2 separate regions of the Mus musculus genome follow, and region 2 is linked to region 1. Evidence: chromatin contacts called from public promoter capture Hi-C data. All regions are on one chromosome and are shown on one strand. Each heading gives the region's core, a stretch centred on a gene start, on an enhancer-like site or on the middle of the called end of the contact. The rest is flanking DNA. Distances are from core to core; before and after follow the strand shown.

What was found. Capture Hi-C pulls out chosen DNA fragments and counts their contacts.
Region 2: a promoter capture Hi-C map of adipose tissue shows a contact between it and region 1, with 2.5 times the contacts expected there. The contact joins the promoter of Klhl25 here to the promoter of Slco3a1 in region 1. A contact is called at or near these places in 4 of 39 promoter capture datasets (cranial neural crest, frontonasal cranial neural crest, hematopoietic stem and progenitor cells and 1 more), 1 of 484 Hi-C or Micro-C datasets (CD4 T cells) and 1 of 9 other capture datasets (adipose tissue).

What each region holds. Positions count from the first base shown.
Region 1 is chr7:74,551,460-74,557,374 of GRCm38.p6, reverse strand. Slco3a1 (solute carrier organic anion transporter family, member 3a1) reads left to right here and starts at 2,595. Exons shown (of 10, transcript NM_023908.2): 1 at 2,595-2,964. The coding sequence starts at 2,785.
Region 2 is chr7:75,845,405-75,851,755 of GRCm38.p6, reverse strand. Klhl25 (kelch-like 25) reads right to left here and starts at 3,418. Exons shown (of 3, transcript NM_001122780.1): 1 at 3,283-3,418. Gm51489 (a long non-coding RNA gene) reads right to left here. Exons shown (of 3, transcript XR_003946804.1): 3 at 4,044-4,156.

The DNA of each region.
Region 1 (5,915 bases), core at 1,346-3,845:
GCTGAGACAGAAGTCCTGTTCCAATTTGGTGTGTGACTTTGGGCTAGCTACTACATCTCTCTGAATTTCTGCCTTTAAGGAGAACGGTGTGACTCTCACCTTCCTGGTAGGACTGCAGGATGAAACAGTAGACATTTTGTTGGCTCTGCCAACCTTGACTGAGTGAGTGGGTGGCATGGGTCAAGTTAGTTCCCCTTCCTAGATCTCAGTTTTCTCCCTGAACAAGGCTAAGTGCACCATCTAGTTTAGAAGGTTGCTGTGGGGTTATGGTAAGGTGCTGCTCTATACTGAGGGCTTGGTCAAGGCAAGCACAAAATGAACATCGGTATTTGTGTGATTGCAGGGTATGTAAATGAGTCTCAAAGACTAACACACCCCGATATTTCAACCTTCAGCCTTGTGACTCATTCAGAGGGAGATTCCCCCTGTCTTCCAGCTCACCAAAGGAATCAGGGTTAGTGAGGAGGGACTATGTAAGGGCAGAGTCATGAGAAAGATCAAGAACAAGAAGCAAAAGATCCAAAGAAGGTTGGCAATGCATACCCAGAGGTGGCAGAGATGGGAAAGGTACAGCCAAACAGTAAGGATTTCAGCCATGGTGTAATAGAGCCACACACGAGCCCAGAGACAAGTGTGCCCCCCCCCCCCTTTTTGGCTACCAGACTATTGAATTAACAGTCCTGAAGGAATTGGAATTCCTCTACCAATCTCAAGCTGCCAGAAGATCAAGGTGCCAGCCACAGGAGGAGCTTGTCTTCCAGGAAGGTAGTTGGCAGAGCTAGTTGACAATTTGTCAGACCACCCATAGCAGACTGGAGCCCAGATGTTGATGGGTTAATGATGGGCAAGACTGTACCTTGACCTGGACTACTTAGTGATTCATATCCTTTTGTACCTAAAGCTCATGCAGAACATGGAAGAATCAGTTAGAGAGTGGGGAGATCACTAGACCTGTCTATTTGTTCTTCTTCCCAATGGAGCCACAATGAATAATCTTTCTTCTCTTCTTTTGTTACTTGCTCCTTCAGTTGGCATTCCGAAGACAGGGGGCTGAGCCTAGCTTCTTAGGGCTGCCAGGACACAGGCTTTGACCCTAACAACTCCAGGATACAATACCACTGGTAGAGAAGAACACTGTAGAGAGTGATGCCAGAGAGTAATTTAGGCCGAAGGTACCCCAGACAAGGGGAGGCACATTGAAAACCACACCAAGACTAGGTGAGGTCATGTCTGGAAGACAGATGGATGAAGCAATTTATATTTAAATGGTAAGGCAAACAACACACCCCCACTGTGCCACCGTCTATTCTTACTCAATTTCTCTGGAAGAAAGTAGAAATTATGGCCGGTGCTAATTGCTATGCACTATTGAATGTAAGCCTTGGCATTGGGATATAGGCCCTTGGGAAAGCAAGGAAAAGTTCTCCAAATAGGCTTTGGCTTCTCCATCACTAACGTGGACAACAATGCTAGGTATTTTCTGTTCGTATCCACTTTTCTCTTAGCTTCCAAACGCTGCTGCCTGAATCAGTACATCCTATCAGAGGCGCCTTGTGGACCAAAATCCTAGGGAATGCTGGGGAGCAAGGGGCGGAGGACTGATGACAATTGGCTCTGCTGCATGCTGACCTTCAGGCCAAGCCAGGGAGGGCCACAATAGTCAGGAGAGGGGTGGGGACACAGCAGGCTTGTGGCTCATCCCTTCCTGAACTCCAACCGCAGGCCGCTGGAGAACTAAACAAGGCCCTCTGCTGGGGTCCTTGTGATCTGCAGTTGCCTGTACTTGGAGGCTGGGGGAAGATGTGAGACTCCCTGAAGCTCTAACTTCCCTTCTCAGAGGTTCTGTTTCTTTCTCCCATTTTCGGGGAATGGGCGGTTTAGATATGTCCAGTAGCCACTGAATGCAGGAGCAGAGGCTGGCAAACCAAAGGAGCCAATGGCAGCTCCTATCTCGGCATCTTCCAGAGCCCCAGAGCACAACGTCTGTCCTTAGAAATCCCTAAACCAAGCCGAATACAGCTCCTGCGATACTCTCTTTATGAAAATTGCTTCTTCTCTCCGGCCTTAGCAGTCCGGTACCCGCACTAGAAGTAGGGTGCCTGGATACTCCCATCTCTGCACCTCATTGCTAGTCCTAGTACCACCCAGTTTCCGCCTTGGTGCCCTGGGCCCCACAATGCCTCCTAGTGGCCGGGTAGCACCTTCCTCGCTCAGCCTCCTACCCCACCAGGACTCCTGGATTTTGCAGTTTCGCTGGGTAGTTAGACCCCGCCGGCCTTGACCATCAGCAAGCCCTTAGTGCCCCAAGCAGGTCCCCTCGTGCCTCCCAGGGACGCACCCGCAGCCAGTAGCGGCGCAGCCCGGGGCTCAAGGCGGCGATCAGGCCCCGGCCCGGGCTTGGGGCGCTAGGGGTGAAGGCAAGCGAAGCCGGCGGGCCAGGGGAAGCCGGTGAAGGCAACGGCGAGAGTCCGAGAGAGGCTAGGCGGCGGCAGCAGCGGGCGACGCGAGGAGTCCCTGTGATTGGCACAGCCCGAGCCGGAGGAGGCGGCGAAGGGAGGGCGGAGGAGGAGGAGGAGGAGAAGGAGGAGGAGGAGGAAGGGAGCTAGCGCGGCGGCAGCGAGGAGCGGAGCCTTCAACCTCTCTAGCCGCGGCAGGACGGGGGCGGCCGCCGCGGGCCCGGGGCGGGGACAGTACGCAGCCTCGCGGCACGCACCCCCGCCCGGCAACGGCCACGACACCCGGGGCGAGCGGGAAAGCGGCGGCGGCGGCGGCGGCGGGGGAAGGATGCAGGGAAAGAAGCCGGGCGGCTCGTCGGGCGGCGGCCGGAGCGGCGAGCTGCAGGGGGACGAGGCGCAGAGGAACAAGAAGAAGAAAAAGAAGGTGTCCTGCTTCTCCAACATCAAGATCTTCCTGGTGTCTGAGTGCGCCTTGATGCTGGCGCAGGGTACGGTGGGCGCCTACCTGGTGAGTCCGGGTGCCAACTCTGCGGCGGACCCCCTTCCCTGCCGGCGCTTCTCGGGCTTGCCGCCTGGCACCGGGAAGGGGCCTCGCCGGCTCCGGGGGCAGGCGGGCATGACCTCGGCCCGGCACGGAGGTTGGCGACTGGTGCAGAGGCGGCCGCCGGGGGAGCTGCCGGCCGGAGCTCGGAGCGGGCGGGACCGTGGATGCCGGCAGCTCGCGCGCCGGGCAGGGGCTAGGGAAGGGGTGCCTGAAAGGAGATGCCGCAGGCAGGTGGGCATGAAACTGTTTCTTCTCCCCTCTTGAAAACGGAGCCATATGGCGAGTTCAGGGAGCCTCCTCAGAGACTGGAAGGCATCGCGGTTCAGGTGACCTGCACATGGGAGGAAAAGCCAGTTAGCATCCTGCGTCCTCTACTCTCCGTTTCATCCGCCCGGTGAACGAATCATTATGCATCTTTTTTCCCCCTGGCTCTTTCTCCATCCACCAATTGCTGGGGGAATTTAAAAGGCGCCCGAGTGTGGCCCTGAGCTCAGCGGTAACTGCAGGGGGACTAGTCCCACCCAGATCCCAATAGCCATCTTTCTGTGGAGGGATAAAGTTATAGTACCTGGAGAGCAGCTGCGAGTTTCTGTAGTTCTACCTTAATTCCCCATCATGGTCGCTCGCCCACACGGGGAGTGGATCATCTGTACAATATGTATTTGCTTTATTTGTCTCCAGAAAGGGATTATTGATGCCCAAAGGCCCATGGACACCTACTATGCCCAGGGAATCCACTTGTAAGGATTACCAAGTACCTACTTTGTCGCTTTCTTCTGTCTTGCTCAGGTGGTCCGCACTTGAGTTTCAGACAGTGCACTTCCAGACCTATTCTGTCTACCCAGGAAAAGATGTCTTCGAGTGGATAGTGTTAAATCATTACTTGGCTATTGACCTGAAACTGGAATCAAATGTCATAGATTTTAAGTGTTAGTGAGCACATTTGATGGAGATCGAATTGGACAAGATTTCAAAAGCGGTTGGATAACCACATCCAGAGATAGAGCTATGTGTATCCTGATGCTATCATGAATCCCTCATTCCTGGCCCAGGGTTAAAGTTAATGAGGGCCAGACGCTGAGTAGCCAGAACTCTCAACAGTTTCCCAAGGCTCCTACAGGCTAATAAGATGAAGGGACATAGCGCTTGGTTAAAGATAGTTATGTGGTGACTTGGAAGTGGGGGTGGGGCTCTACAGAGTCAATTCTGTTCCTGGGGTGACTGAACTGTAGAGCATTTGAGAAATCGTATGCATTTTTGTCACCCTTTCCCAGATAAACAGTTTTTAACTCCCCATTTCTGTCTTGTGTATAATATTGTCCCTGAACCCTGGGGCCAAAAGAACATTTGAGTATTCTGTTTTCCCAAACGTATTCCTTTTCTCTGTGGTTGTCATACTAAGCTGTAGACTGTGGCCTTTGCTTGGTGAGGATGATGATGTTTGGAGAAGCAGCTTTTTTAAAGAAGAGATTTGACTGTTAAAACACTTAGAAGTTACATGTGTCTCTAGAGGCAAATGCACATTCCTACTGATAAGTGTGACTCCGTACCGAAGCATATGCAAACTAAATTATATCTAAGCAGGTCTTCGTGTAAAAAGAGGCAGTTTATTCGATCAACAGCTGGCTCCTGTTTAACAGCTTCTTTGCCTTACACCAGGCTCCATTAAGGGTGTGGTATTCACATGTGGCAAAAACAGCAAGGCTGGACTTCATCATCCCAGGAATGATGAACATCTGAGATTAGGAGTTTGCACTTCTAGTGGCTTAGGGTTTTAGAAGGAAGTGAAGAAGAGCCTTAAGCAGAGGAGTAGCCTTTGTTCTTTTAGAAAGTTAAAAGGCTTCCATTGTGTCTGGCCTTGGGAGGTGAGGGGTCACCGTGCATCGCAGGACAAGGATAGGACAGGAGGCATTCTATCCACCAGCTGGTGGTATCTGGTCACTTCTGTCTGTCCGTGATGGAAAGTCTGATGCGTTGGGGGTGGGTACTGGGTAACGGGAGCCAACAGGTGCCCTGCAGAAAGCTGATGGGGGCCCAGAGAGAGAGGACAGGCTTAGGACATCGAATTAATTTTGATGACTAGCAGTGCAAAGAGAAGGTTCTCAGGGACCCTGCTCTGCCCTGTGCCACGGAGGGGAGGTCCCTTTACTCTAAGAACCACACAGGAAGAATGGTGGCTGAGGTGGATTGGCCCAATCAGCTTGCCACAGGTTTTGATCTTCTGGGTCTGTTTAGAGGCTTCCCATCCTCTGTCCTTTGGCAGGTAGGAAAAAGTTTTACTGTTCTTAAAGCCACAGGAGCCTATTCTGTGGATATTTGGGGAATTAAGTTATTATTGAGGGAGAGGCAGATTCCTTCCTTTTAAAATTCCACTGGGTCTGTTGCAGGACACCTGAGACCCTGTGTCTGCAGATGAACACAGGTGGTCCATGGGTAGATACCCGTCTTTTCAGTGGGAATCAGCATGCGCTGCTGGGAATGTATTTTCAGGTATCTGATGAAGGGCTGGCTATGGCTCATTGCCAACAGGGCTCCCTTTCTCAGCCAAGAGGATGACTGCACATATGACGCCAGGACCATTATTTCCTATTTGGTTTCACAAGTCTATGCAGCTACCGTGTGTGTGTGTGTGTGTGTGTGTGTGTGTGTGTGATCTCCTTGTGTGCCTTTTCATTTTTAAGTATTGGTGTCATTCCATCTTTGTCGTCCGTCCTGCAAAGACAGGTTTCTCATTGTCCTTAATGTGTCCTCAGCGACATTGGTCTATGTTTCCCAACTGCAGAAGTGAGGCAGGAAGTGGCTGGTGACTTGAGAAGCTGCTCTGAAAAGTAGGACTTCTGTGTGTGTGCACGTACATACGTGTGTGTGTGTGTGTGTGTGTGTGTGTGTGTGTGTGTGTTTGTGCTTGAGCACCC
Region 2 (6,351 bases), core at 2,169-4,668, 1.3 Mb before region 1:
TGACACAAGCTCTCACTGTATAGCCCCAGCTAACCTCTGCCTAGGAGTCAAAATGCTGGGACTAAAGATGCGCACCACCACACCACCACACCTAGCTCTAACTTGGATTTCTAAAACCACAAAGCTAACAGGTTTTTTGAGACAGGATCTCACTCGTATCCCTAACTGTTCCGTATCTGCCCGCCCTGGCAGCACTTTGAGTTCTGGGATTAACGGTGTTTATACCCTAGCACCTCTCTGAGACAGTGCTGTGTGCTGTGTGCTCCCCAAGCTCACCTTGAACTCCTGCTCCTCCTCCCTTCGCTTGCCAAGGGCTGAGCACAGGTGTGAGCCTCGCTGCCTGGATTGATCCCGGGCTTTATGCACGGCAGGCAAGCACTCGTCAATGAGCACATCTCAGCCCAGGGTACTGTCACTTAGAAGAACAGGACACAGTTGCTTACCTCTTATCATCCAAGGGGGAACCAAGGCAGGGCTGGGGAAAGGTTTAAGAGCAAGAAAGAGATTAACACCTCCATGCTGTGTCAGGAGGACAGAGCAAAGGGGACAGGGAGGTGGGCACGAGCAGCCCACTAGAAGCCAGACACCATTTCAGGATGAGCTGTACAGTGCAGGTTGTCACCTACACCCTCCTCCAGGAGGCCTCACAGTGACACGGGCAGCATTTGAACCCAGGTCAACCAGAGCCTGAGCTCCTTCCACTCACCCTGTGCTGAAGGGACTTAAGGGGCAGCCCTGCCAACCTCAGAGTCCCTTTCTGTCCCTTTAGTGTCTGCTCCCAAGTCCTAACAAGCCCCAGAGACACCTGGCAGGGCAGGCAGGTGTCAGCTTCAGATGTCTTTAGAGCTGGTGCCAGCAGAGGGTTCTCAGGGCATGGGCACGGTTGCTGAGAAGGAGAAAAAGCCTGCAGTGGCAGCCAGACAGCAGCAGACTCATCACAAGTCCTGCTGGGATGCGGTTTCTGTACGCTGGGATGCTTAAGTTCTGCCTCTGCCTGGCCATCCTCACATAGCTCCCAAGTGTTTCCTGGCCTCGAAAAGGATTCACTGGCAGATCAGCAAGGCAACTCAATTATGAAATTTACCACATTAGAGGACTTACTGCATTAGCATTTCAATCGGCCAATTCATTTGTGGCCCACCACTGTTGGCTTGTGCCAGCTCTATAGGGGTGTGTGTGTGTGTGTGTGTGTGTGTGTGTGTGTGTCCTGCCCAGGGCACACTGACACTGCCAGCTAATAAAGAACTCAGGGCCCAGGCAGTGAGCTGGTGAGCAGGAGCCCCCAGAAGCTGCTGGGAAGCCAGGTCCTCCAATGAACCTGGACAGCTGCCCATCCTAGAGCTGGCCCTGGGAGAGTGTGGATGGATGGCTAGAAAAAATGGCTGCAACCAGGGCATGGAATGAAGGTTTGGTAGGCTCATGCTGGCTTTCCTTTTCTCTCTCCAAGAAGCCTTCATCCTTCTCTCCAGCTTCCTGTTACCTGCTCCCTGGGGTTCTGCAAACTGATGTATCAAGGTCCCCATCCATGAGCCAGCACCTCCTCCTTTCTGAAAGCAGGGTCTCAATATCATCTGCTCAAATGATTAGTTTGACTAAAGCCGTCTCTGCATACATAGCAAGCTCACTGCTCCAGGCCGCCCTCCTCCCTCTAAGACAGGAAGGATGCATTTACTTTACAGCGCACACGGGGGCATTTCTTTTTGTCTTCCTACTTTTCTCTCCCTACACTGGTGGCACAGGCTTAAGATGCCATCAACAGGAACTGAGCCACCGTGGAACACACAACTTGCACACGGATCCTGCACCGCTGCATGGCGCAAGGAACCCAGTTGCAGTTCGATGCCCATGAAAAAGATTTCGTCTGTCCATCCTCCACAATTTTTTTGAACAATCTCCCTGGACTGGCTTGCTGATAAAGGACTCAGCTGAAATATCAATAATTACAGGGCTGGGACAAAAGTGACTTTGCCCATCTCCACAGACAAAGCCTGTGATCTCCACAACCCTGTCTTAGAGGGACCAAATCTACTGTAGGATAAGAGCACCGTGGGTCCTCCCTCCTCTGTCCCCTGACACAAGCTTTCAGCAACACCCATAAAAAGTCCTCCCAGCATAACTGTGCCGCTTATGAAAGAGGCTCAGCAAACTAGAGGGTCAGGTGCCAAGTGCCCCTCCCTCCCCGTCTTACTCCAGGGGTGAAGAGCCCAGACATCTGGCATACCTTGTCCTGCCCTGAGCATGGAGGGAGAACTAGTGCCCAATGAACCTTGGCCAAAGCAACTTGGCCTCTGGTCTCCCCAAAGTACAGATGAACTACAAAGCCCCCGAGAGTCCGCCCCTCCCCCCAACTTCCTGTGCTCGAGTCTCTAGAAAGTCTCCCAGATTGGTAAGGTGGCACTTGCTTATAAACCCAGCTCTCAGGAGACTGGGACCAGAGATTTCATGCTCAAGGCTGGCCTGACGTTTATAACAAGACTAAAACCGGGAGAGGAAAAAAAGAAAAAAAAGTAAGACTGTGAGAATCCACTTTGAGGTCCTTGAGGCACTTGCACCCAAGTGTCTGGTGCCCCAGTAGGCACAATTCCCGAGTAGGAAAAAGCTTCTAATACAGCTATGAAGGAGACTAGTCCAGTGGGGATTTGCAGACCACAGCGGAATTCTCGCGCCAGGGCAACGCATGGGAGGAGGGGAATGGGATGGCGGGGGGAGGGGGGGGTGGACTACTTGCTACGGCCCTGCCAGATCGGCCACCACCTGGGTAGGTAGGGGCGTATGGCTCCGGGAGTGTCACCACTCTCCCTTGATAGACAACTTTCCAGACAGGAAGGACCCTATGCTGCGGGCCACACGGCCAGGCCCTGCTGTCTACTCTTCCCTGGTTTAACCCCTCGGCCCTGGCTAGGTACAAGCAAGTCGCGGGGACCTTGGCTAGGTGTGTGCACAAAGCTGCACGGTTCGCATCCTCGAAGACAAGCAGTTTCCTCTTTCTAGGATCAATAGTAATTTTTTTAAAAAAGAGAATCAGCGGACTCAATGAATCAAACACTCCCGGGAGAGGGTAGCCGCTCCTGCGCGTAACATCCGTTTGGAAAACAATTCATTCCCTTGGCGGGAGCTCTGAACATAACAGTACGGGGTCCCCAAGCTCGATCGAGGGGCGCTCCCAGGTCAGCACCCACTTCCCCGACCCAGTGAACTGGGCCTGCGGTCCTACGCCCTGCCCGGCGATCCTCGAGCAGGATCGCTCGCTGTCCCGGTGACAAGTTCCGACCTGATCCTCACCGTGCGGCCCCACAGGCTCTGCAGTCCCCGCCGCTGCCGCCGCCCCCGGCCGGCTCACCAGTCCCGGCCGCGATCCCGTAGCCGAACCGCACGGGCGCTGCCAACAAACTAGTTTCTCCGGCCTTCCCGCCCCGCCTCGCGGCCCGAAGCGCAGCAACCAATCATAAACCGCGCCTCTGTGACGGATGGGTCGACTGACCCGTAATACAGTCGCGTGAGAAGAAAGGGACGGTCGTCCAGGCCATCGGTGCCGCGGAAGGCGGGGCGGGGAGAGGAAAGCGACTGCCACCAGATTCTTAAAGGGACAGGCCATTGCCTTTCTGTTCTGGTGGCCAGAGTTGGGAGAAAGCAACACGACCTGTTCTAGAGCTTCTCTTAAGGAAGGTCTTTGTCGATCACACGCATTCTTCTTTCTGTTACCGAATCACAGCCGTTGTTGATCTTTTTAAAGACCAGCAATCTAATCGCTCCTATGTTAAGGAAATCCTTTTTCCCTCCCGGCTAGTTTCGATGCGAGGGAATTTCTACAGACACGAATCCCTGTCTATACTGGGAATTCCCAGATTTCAAGGGAGAGGACTTTAAGCTTCAGCTGTTCTGTCAAGCCGGTGGAAATTTCTTCCTAAACTTTTTTTTAACCCTTCAAATATCCTTCACTATTAGAACTCTCAGCGGTACAAAACTGATAGAGTAAATCTATATCTATACATACATACATACATACATACATACATACAACACACATATGGAATTTATTAGAGTAACTTTCAGGCTGTGGCCGGGGTAGCCCAACAATGGCTGTCTCCGGATATAACGTCTGAGAGTCCAACTGTCAGTCCACGAGGCTGGATGCTTCAGCTGGTCTTCAGTATACCTTGGAATTCAGAAGAAGTTGGCTATAATACAATGAAAGAATGACCCTACCTGTGAAACTTAAGGGCAGACAAAGAGCAAAAGCTTGCTTCTTCCAGGTCCTTTTTCCAGGCTGCCGCTAGAAGGTGCCCAGATTTAGGGTGGGTCTTCGGGGGTGGGTGGATATGGGGGACTTTTGGTATAGCATTGGAAATGTAAATGAGCTAAATACCTAATAAAAAATGGAAAAAAAAAAAAGAATGAAATTGGCTCAAAAAAAAAAAAAAAAGGGTCTTCCTATCTCAAATGATCCAACCAGGAAAAAATCCCTCACAGGTGAGCCCAGCTGCTTGGGTTTTAGCTACTCCAGATATAATCAAGTTGAGGATCAAGAGTAGACATCACACTTGCCCAACGCATCCATTAGTTCATTTAAGAGTTACTAGATGAGCTGGGGAGTGGCGCTCACAACCACCTGTAATGAGAACGCCCTCTTCTGGTGCGTCTGAAGTCAGCTACAGTGTACTTATGTATAATAATAAATCTTTGGGCCGGAGCGAGCAGAGACTCTAAAAATTCAATTCCCAACAACCACATGAAGGTTCACAACCATCTGTACAGCTACAGTGTACTCACATACATTTAATTAATTAATTAAAAGAGTTACTAGACCTGGGCGGTGGGGGCTTACTCCTTTAACCCCAGCACACAAGGCAGAGGAATGCCAATCTGATTTCCACACCAGCTGATCTATAAAGTTGATTCCAGGACAGCCAGGGCTACACAGAGAAACCCTGTCTTAAAGGAAAAAAAAAAAAAAAAGGGAGGGAGGATATTTTCTAGATTTCTATGTCAGAGAGAGAGAGAGAGAGAGAGAGAGAGACTGCCTGCCTGCCTGCCTGCCTGCCTGCCTGCCTGCCTGCCTGCCTGTGTGCTATAATTCTGAGACCTTGTAATCTGGTCTTGAAGTTCCATCGGCTTCTTTCTTCTCACCGCACCACACCCCACTATGTGATGCTCTGATGGATGGTTCTTGCAGGCAGAAGGAGTATCATTAAACCTTTCCTACAGGATTATTGTAAAGATGGAGGGCTTGGGAGCCAGTAAATGCTCAAGAGGGTGTCTCCATACCGCCTAGATCTGGAGACATTTAAGATGGAAGGGTTCCCATATTTAAGAGGAGCCTTGGCCAGAGCTGATCGGTGGTCTAATGTGCTGGCAAGAAACTTTCCAAAGGGACAGGGCAGCATCAAATAATTGTTTCATTAAATGAATGACAGTCAGCATTTATAGTTATAGGTGCCCTGCCAATTTCCTAAAGCAAAAGCATTTATATAATTATTGCTTGGATGAAGCCTCCCATGCAAAATTGATTCTTAGCAAGTTCATAAGCATTGAGTATTTTTTTTTAAGACTGTCTGTGAACTTACACATGCCAAGCATCAGAAATCTGGCTCACATTATCACTGTTTCAGTCTTCAACTCTGGGGCCTAAATTAGGTAGTGGCATACATTAAAAGCAAATATAGCCAATAAAAAGAAATCAGAGCCAAGAACATGTATTGAGTTATTGAATTTAGAGAGGAAGCCAGGAAAGAAAGAAATGAGCCTGTTTTGCCATCTGCCTCAGCATTAGCACAGACCCTGGAGCATCCCCCTATCTGTGAGGAGCGGGTGTGGCAGCAGTCCCAAGAAGGCGCCAGGGACTGCAGCTAAGTCTTATGACTTGCACCTGACTTCCTCATACACCTGAAAATAAGCCACAATCACCGTGAGAGCTGCGCAGGTGCACCAGGATACTGGTGAATCCATTTTGGTGGAGACATGCCCCTGCTGCCCTGATTAGCTGAAGCTGTGTGCCTGGTGAGGTGACATGGCCTGCCATGAGTATCGGATGAGGGCTGAGAGTATATAAGAGTGAGAGGCCCGGGTTAGAGAGAGAGATAAAGTAAAGAGAGATAAAGTTGAAACAAGAGAGAGGAAGACTGAAGTTTGCTGAATAAACTGTTGTTAGAAGGACTGGTGGTCGTGTCGCTCTTGCTGGTCGAGAGCGGACGCAACAACTATCAAAGCCCCTACCTGCCAAGCCAGCCCAACACACATGGAGTTCTGGGGTGCAGGCCCACCACAGTTAACTCAGAAGCCTCCGTGCTACACATACTTGGTGTCTTAGAGTTTTATTGCCGTGAAGAGACACCATGACCATGGCAACTCTTG